2 separate regions of the Capsicum annuum genome follow, and region 2 is linked to region 1. The links are chromatin contacts, called in public Hi-C maps. All regions are on one chromosome and are shown on one strand. The core of a region is the stretch at or near the end of the contact, and the rest is flanking DNA. Distances in the headings are between cores, read along the strand shown. Region 1 has its middle 14 kb from the start of LOC124900027. Region 2 holds the start of LOC107877707 (NEDD8 ultimate buster 1).

Region 1 (4,278 bases), core at 1,656-4,155:
TAACATGAACGTGAGAATACTTGCATGACTACATAATAACTATAACTGAGCTCATGATAACATGATTACTGAGTCTAAGTACTGATACTGAGCGACTGTATCTGACAGTCTAGGTTCTGATAGAACTAGATGAGTTTCGTACTATTTTGAGTTGACTGTATCTAACAATCCTGAATCTTGTAAAACTATCTGAGTTTTATTACTGAGACTGAATGACTGTATCTGACAGTCCTGATTCTGTACTGAAACTGTGGAAAGTATTCATCTAACTGACATGCCCCAAATAATCCATTATAGCTGAGTTGGGGTCTAATTTGTAACCCTAATTGGAAGGATGTCAATACCGCGCCACTGGTAAGGACAAGCTGTGGGTGACCCTCATCTGACAGTGTCCCTAAAAGAAAATGGTGGGACCCTCATCTGAAAGTGTTTATCCACCTTATCAACCCTCATCTGACAGTGTTGATGTCTCAACCTATGCTGGCTACATAATTCTGGAATGCAAGGATTGTTTCTAAGAATCGCACCCTTACCTGACAGTGTGTGTTCCTATCCTTAGGTTCACTCGGTGCTAAATCCCACTCTCATCTTAATAGACACTGAACATGAATTACTGAACTAAACTAAACTGAATTAACTGAGTTTCGTTGACTGACGGAATACTACTGAGATTACTGAATTTCTGAGATTACTGAGATTACTGAGTTTTCCTAAGTCACATGACTGACTGAATTTCTATGAACATGGCTCAAGAGTATCTTGAAAATATGACACTGGCTCTAGGAACAAAGCTAATTGTCGGGTACAAGTACCCCTCAGATTCGATAGCATAAAACTGACAAAGCATGACTTTCTTGAATACATGACCAACATCACAATCCATAATACAATAAGTTAGAGATTTCATGAAGTAGAAGTTCTAAAGCACCACAAGGGCTTCACATGTATCCATGATTCACTGACTAAGACATTTCATTAAATATTTGACATGCATAAACTTGTACATGATTGGGGATTTCATATTATCATACTAGTATGGCACTTTTTCTTTACATAGGCATTTAATTAAACATATGAGGAGCATACTTTAGTTATACCATCATCAATGCATCTAATTGCCACGGTTGCATGAATAATTTTGCAAGTTTGAAGGGTTTATCATGATTATTATACAAATCATCACATACTCGGGTCAATCATTGGAATATGTAATTTAAAAGATGAATCAAAAATCCACAACATCATGAACATGATTTTCAATTCAATTTAAATCATGAACATTCATACATACACAAATCTTGGATTTTGAAAGGAGATTCTTGACCTTCATGTGTGAAAGAGACCCATGAATCGACACATGACATACCTGGTTTGTGAGTTTCTTGAAGTTCTTGGACTTGAAGAACTTGAATATCTTAGTTTCTTGAAGAAGATTTGGACCTTGTTTCTTGGGGATTATCTTTGAGAGAAAATCCTAATTTGATGTTGTAGATGAATAATAAACTTATGAGCCTTGATCTGATATAATTAAGGGTTAAAACGGGTGGAAAAGGATCCAAATACCCTTTTAAAAATGACTTTAAATAACTGAACGAACTATGCGACGGTCCATCGCTGGGTCGACGGTCCATCGGTCCTGACCGTCGCACCTGGGCAGAATAGGGGTTCACTGTCTCTGTTGTGACGGTTTGGGCGTCGGTCCATCGGTCCTCATCGTCGCACCTAGGCAGTTTTGACTGCTTTCTGTAAAACGATCATAACTTTCTACCCCGATATCGGATTTGGACGAAATTGGTATCGTTGAAAAGCTAATTCAATTTTTCACATGACAAAAAGTGAAAATCTTAAAAATTCTACGTATATAAAAGTGGATTCATCTTTCAAAGTATGTTTCTAACATACTTGAGACAATTTCAAGCTAAGTAGAAGTATGGGGTATTACATATATGCAGCTTGTTAATGAGTATCGTTGTACTTTTGCAGCCCAAACTGCATCACCAGGACAAGAAACTTTACTTTGAATATAGGATAAATACATGCAGCTCGTTAATGAGTATCGTAGTACTTTTGCAGCCCGAACTGCATCACCAGGACAAGGAAGAATCAGATCCTCTGTGTGTGGCTGAGGATGCGGATGACGAAAATGATGATGAGTGGTAGGTTTTAGACTTCTGTATGCGTTGTAGTTCGTATGTGGAGATAATTTGTAGTTTTTACACTTTTGTATGTTTTTAGACTTCTATTGTATGCGGGTTGTATATGGTTTGTATGGTGGTTGTTTGTATGTTGGTTGTATTGTATGCTAGTTGTATTGTATGCTGGTTGTAAGCTGTTATTTTTTTTATAAAAATTATCAAAAAAATTGACCACATGTGGTCAGTTTTTTGAAAAATTTTACAATAATCGATCACTTATGGTCGATTTTATATAATTAATTAATTAATTAATTCTTAAAAAATGACTAATTGTGGTTGATTTTTTTAAAATTAATTAATTATATTAAATAAAACAACGGACCACATGTGACCAATTTTATAAAAATTTATTAATTATTTTAAATAAAAATACCGACCACATTTGTCCGATTTTATTAAAATTAATTAATTAATTTAAATAAAAAAAACCGATCACTTATGGTCGATTTTATTAAAATTAATTAATTAATTTAAAAATAAAATCAACCACTTGTGGTCGGTGTTATTAAAATTAATTAATTAATTTAAAAATAAAATCGACCACTTGTGGTCGATTTATTTTGAATTTATTTTTAAATTATTTTTTTCTTTTTAAAACCGATCATTTGTGATCTTAAATGCAGAAAAATCAACCATATACAGTCCGTTTGTGTGGTAATTTTTTCTTTTTTTTTTTCTAGTATTGCGTGGCCTATCTTTGGTGTCTTGACGGCCACCAAAAGCCGTCCAGTCTTTCTTCCTCTGTCATCTGATCTTACCTTACTCCCCTCGCTTCTTCCTAGGAGGTTCATAAATTTGACGCATCGAGAAAAGAAAGCAATTCTTTCCACCTTTGACAATGATTTTTACCGAAGGTATAGTTCCAAATTCTGGAATTATGGAACTATTCCCGTAAGAATTAGCTAGAGTGAACTTTATTTGGAGGTTTATTATTCAGCACCTACTTGACAGACATCAAAGGATATCTGAACCAAGCAATGGGTCTCAAGTATTTTAGAGATATCTGGATCTCATGATGGACATGGAGGTCATCCATTTCCGGCATGAAGTGCTAGAGAGCCAAAATCCTGGGTAGCTTTTGCGAATTTTTAAAGTACTTATTCATAGTGGGTTCATTCCTCCTTTTAACATTTGCGTGCTGATAAATTAAAAACCCAAACCCAAATTATGTACAACCCCAATTAAAGTTTTAGAATAGTAGATAGGGAAGCAAATTGCATGCTGTTAAGTTTCAGCAAAGTACTTTGGTGCTTTTTGTGGGGGTTCAACCCATGTTCATGGCAGAAAAACCAAGTCAAATTTCTGCATGTCCATGACTCTTATTTTGTCAAAATTGACTATAGAAAAGTATCAGTTTCAATAGTTTTTTTTTTGTCACTGACATCAACGTAGGCCGTGTTTGCTTATAAATACAGGCAACCTCAGCACACTTCAATACATCAAAAATAATGAGAAAAATAATATATAGAGAGCGGTGGGGTATTTCATATATTGTGATAAAATAATCTGTGAAGAAAAAATTAATGTAAGCAATATTTTAATAAGGTAGAGTTAAAAAAATGTTATTTATTTTGAGTATTGTACTTGTTACTACGGTATAAAAATTCTTACTGTAGTAATATCAGTTGCTACTCTTGATTCATAATTTTTCTCCTATTTATAAAGGTTTCCACTAAAATTTTTGATATCATTATTTTTATTTATTTCCTTATTATTTTGTCACAAATATTTTTGTTGTTATTCACGTTTACCTAACACTTTCTGTGTAGCCATTATATTTTGAATTAATCCGATCACTAGTTCTTAGATGGAAAACTTAATTAGATTTGAAAGGGAAATAAAGAATTTCATGGAGACCTTGAAATTTTCTTACAGTAAGTCTATGTAGTGTTTTTTCTTAATTCCAACATTCAAATTGTTGGATCCTTTAATAACTCACACTCAATTGACGTCACAAAAAAGCACATACAGCAACTCTCTATGGCTAGGAAACTTCTGTGGATAGCATAAGAACAGTACTTCCTCCGTTAACAACAATGATTGGTATAATGAATTTATAATATTATTTTTATTAATTGATGTT
Region 2 (4,456 bases), core at 1,922-4,421, 230 kb before region 1:
GTCTATTTGCAGAATGGGCACATTGTCAACCATCTGAAAAGCCAAAGAGGAGGACCGGAATCATCAGACGACAGCTATGGAGCAAATTCTGCAGTCCCGTGAATTAACATCTTGCCATAAAATGAAGTATACATTTTATATCTGCTGAAATGCTGAGCACTATTCATAAGATAAAGCCATTCATGGACTAGATTAAACGACCATATGAGAAGAGTAAGGAGAACATGTTCTGTGACTTTATTGCAATAAAAAAATCAATATCATCTTATTTCCTTTGATTTTTTCCTTTTTCCATATTATATAACTCAAAAGTGCAAGGTCACTTTTTTATTATCGCAAAAGTCCAAGGTTCATTTTTCACATCGATTCCCCGAGGAATTCACATTTAGAAATTGCAAATCGCTCTCCATTAATCATTAAATATTAGACATTCACAGGTCTCATCTTTAAACTAACATATACTCAATTTTTGGGAAGAAAGAAATCTAACTCACCTCAATGAGTTTCTGGTCGCAAAGAGAGAAGGATTCCTGCAAAAAAGAACACACTTTTGTATGAGCATTCAACCAGATATTTATATAAACACAGGAAATAACAAGAAAAAGATTAGTCACTAACCTCTCCCATGGTGAGCACTTCCAGTGCTTCCTTATATTTTTTCTGTCTCATCAAGGCTTTTGCATTTGCGTGAAGCATGAGGCCCATCATTATTGCCCTAAAATGTATAACGGAAAGCAATCAACATATCGTGTTTCATAGTCAATATGAACCAATTTACTTAGTAGATTAGGAAAATAATTTTGCACACCGCTGATCAGTCTCAGATCCCAGTTGCACCTTTTGTCCACTCTGATTTTCAAGCTCAAGATTGAAATCTTCAACGGGTAATGAGCCGTCCGCGTGCCTCTTTGACAGAGAAACAGCAGCAGCCCTGTAATTCCAATCATATCAGTAGTTAGCTAGAAAAGAACAATACAGGAAAACATGTCTATCCAGGCAAAGAAGTCACAGTTGGCTGGCTCAAGATAGAGACTACAGAGCTTTGTACACTTCATTACTATGTCACGCTATATAAGAACAGAATTCACAATCCATAGAAAATAGAATCCCAATTCAAACTCAGTGGATAAATAAAACAAAGATGAAGAACAACAGAAACTCCCCTCGGCCCCTCACCCCCCACAAACACACACACAACCATGATCACAATCAAAATCAATTTGATGTATCAACATAAAAGCTAAAGACGACACTGTTTTCACTCTGATCACCCAAACTCATCAATTGATTCAAGAAAAGAACACAAGACGAACATAAAGAATGACAAAAGATTAAAAACTCTCCTTCTCCCTTCCCCCACCCCCAGCCCCACAAACACACACAAAATGATCACAATCATTAAAAAAAGCTAAATAAACCACCAATTTCCACTCTGATCACTGCCATAAGAAACAAAGCTCACATACTTCAACAGATCAAGAAAAAAACACGAGAAGAACAAGAAGAACGACAAAGAAACACTAATTTTAGCCTTGAAAGTCTAGTGCGACGTTCTTCCTCAAATAAAGAAGAAGCTTAACAACAAGAAAAACTCCACCCCCACCCCCCACCCCCCACCCCCAACCCACCACCACACACACAAACAAAAATGATCACAATCAAATCAATTTTATGTACCAAGATTAAAGGTAAACAAGCCACTACTTTTCACTCTCATCACCCTTTAGAAACAAAACTCACATAGCATAATAACATCAAGAAAACAACACCAGAAGAACGTAAAGAAAGAAAAAATACTGACTTTGGCATTGAAATGTCTTGATCAAGAGAAACCCTTGATGCCAAATTCAATTGCATGTACCAAGATGAAAGCAAAACAAGACACTATTTTCAATCTGATCACCCTTTACAAACAAAACTCACATGGTCAGACACTACTTTCACTCTGATCACACTAACAACCCACAACGAATACAATTCAAACTCAGTGGAGAAGTAACATCCCCCCACCCCTCACAACCACAACCACACACACAACAACGATCACAATCAAAATCAATTTTATGCACCAAGACCCATCAAGTAATTCAAGCAAACAACACAACAACAACATAAAGAATGACAAAAAATTGAAAAGATACTAACTTTAGCCTTGAAACTTCTTCCTCAAATAATGAAGGAGAGAAACAACAACCAAAACTCTACCCCCACCCCCACGAACACACACACAACAACTACTATCACTCTGATCACCCAAACCCATCAAGTGTTTCAAGGAAACAACACAACAACAACATAAAGATTGACAAAAGATTAAAAAGGAAAGAACTTTAGCCTTGAAACTTCTTCCTCAAATAAAGAAGATGATGAACAACAACAAAAACTCCCCTCCACAACCACCCCACCCCCACACAACAATGATCACAATCAAAAATCAATTTTATGCACCAAGATAACAGATAAACAAGCCACTAATTCCACTCTGATCACCCTTTAGAAACAAAAACTCACAAAGTCCAACAAAAATCAAGAAAACAAAACAACAATGAACAACAACAAAAACTAGCCCCCCCACCCCCCAAAACACACACACAACAATGATCACTCATCACACCAAACCCATCAAGTAATTCATGAAAACAACACAACAACAACATAAATAATAACAAAAGATACTAACTTTAGCCTTGAAAGCCTAGTAGAACGTTCTTCTTCAGCCAAAGATTCTTCTTTAACAGACTTTCCTTGATCAACAGAAACCCTTGAAGCCAAAATCTTTCCATTATTTCTAACACCCAATTGACTCAACTTTTCAATCCCATCACCATCTTTCAACAATTTACCAGCACATATAAGGTTAATTGTTTCAGCTCCACCATCACCATGACCACATCTTCTTGCAATTTCTTGTCTTAACATTGGTACTGTCCATTCTTCTAATTCTACTTCTAATACACCACTCCATGCCCCTCCTATCTTCAATTTTGACAACCCCATATTCCCCTTTTTTTGTACTAAAAAAAGTTGTGTGTTCTTTAAGTCTTTACCTTAACTAGGTGAAGAATCTTGTTTATATAGTGTGTGTGTGTTAAAAGTCCAAGTTTTCGATATTGACAAGGTTTTGGTTTTTTTTCTCTTGGTTTTGGGGTGGGGGTGAGGAGTGGGGGGTTGGGATTATGATTTATGTGCTTCTTTGATAGTTGTGGTTGGTTGGTTGTAACATAGAGGAATAATTAGGTCCGATTGGCATGAAAATTATAATTTTTTAAAGTTAAAAGTTGTTTTTAAATTATTTTTTGTATTTTCATTATTTTTAAATATAATTTCTAATTGAATTTGAAAATTTCATGATCAAATACTATTATTTTTACCTTTATTTTAATTAAAAATGAAATAATTTTTTTTAAAAAAAAAAAGAAAAAATACGCATAGCCAAACAGCTACTTAACTTAGTAGTTCTCTATTGATAATTAAATTAAAAATAATCGGTAAATATCTAATTTAAGTTAGCTTTATGCATGACATTACTATTATAATAAGCGTGAGTGACAGACAAGTTGAGGTTGTCATGCCTATTTTCAACTGCTTGCTTTTAGGCAAGAATATTTTTATAATTTTATATTTTTATTTTTATTTAACCATTTTATTTTTTTAATCTATTATATATTTGAAAATTACATAAAAACTATTATGTATTATAATAATTAATAATTTAAATTATTTGAAGACACATTAAAAAATTTATTGACTCAAAATTCTATCAGTGCAACATCAATTAAAATATATTATTTGAAAATTTTATGAAAAGTAATATAAATCACAATAATCATCGAAATAAAATATTTTTAAAATGTTTTAAAAAATTTGTTTGAGTTTTCAAACTCTATTGATGTCACTTAAATTAGAATAGAGCGAGAATATGTATTACTTGAAAATTACATAGAAAGTCGTACAAATCATAATAATTAACATCCATAACTATATAACAACTTTAGTTAGCTTTCCCAAATATTCTATTAAGTGCCGCATAAATTGGAACAAAATAATAACACATAGTATCTGAGAATTATGTAAAAGTACTATAAATTAATAATTAATTATTTAAAAATCATAAAAAAAAAAAATTGATTGACTTTTCAAATTTCATTTGGATCTAAATTGGACTCGTGCTGACACGAACTTCAGTATCTAGTGTATAATAAAACTTAGGTAGTTGTCTATTTGATAATAAAATTAAAAATAATTGATAAATATATAATATATGATACTAATTTATATTGGCTTTTGTGTATGATCATGTATAATAAATGAAATAAACTTTTATCTTAAGTTTTAGATATAAATCAGTTTTTTTTTTTTTTTTGGGGAATATGTACTTGTTTGATAGTTACACTTGAAGCCCTACAAGTTTTTTTAAGGATCAATCACAGGTCATTTCGTGAAAAACAAATTATTT

Evidence for each region. A called contact is a pair of places that touch in the nucleus more often than the background predicts.
Region 2: a contact with region 1 is called in a Hi-C map of leaf, with 3 times the contacts expected there. The contact joins the promoter of LOC107877707 here to the enhancer-like site in region 1. A contact is called at or near these places in 2 of 5 Hi-C or Micro-C datasets (both in leaf).

Annotation. Positions count from the first base shown.
Region 1 is chr7:11,466,543-11,470,820 of UCD10Xv1.1, reverse strand. No RefSeq gene overlaps it. Among protein-coding and RNA genes, the nearest start is that of LOC124900027, 14 kb to the right of the region's middle. Within about 2 kb of position 2,905, at least 5 of the 5 cell types and tissues checked have an H3K27ac peak or open chromatin away from gene starts, as enhancers often do. A contact at or near this core is called in leaf, where this site is marked.
Region 2 is chr7:11,695,719-11,700,174 of UCD10Xv1.1, reverse strand. LOC107877707 (NEDD8 ultimate buster 1) reads right to left here and starts at 3,171. Exons shown (of 11, transcript XM_016724398.2): 1 at 2,681-3,171; 2 at 809-931; 3 at 619-715; 4 at 495-530; 5 at 1-33. The coding sequence starts at 2,997.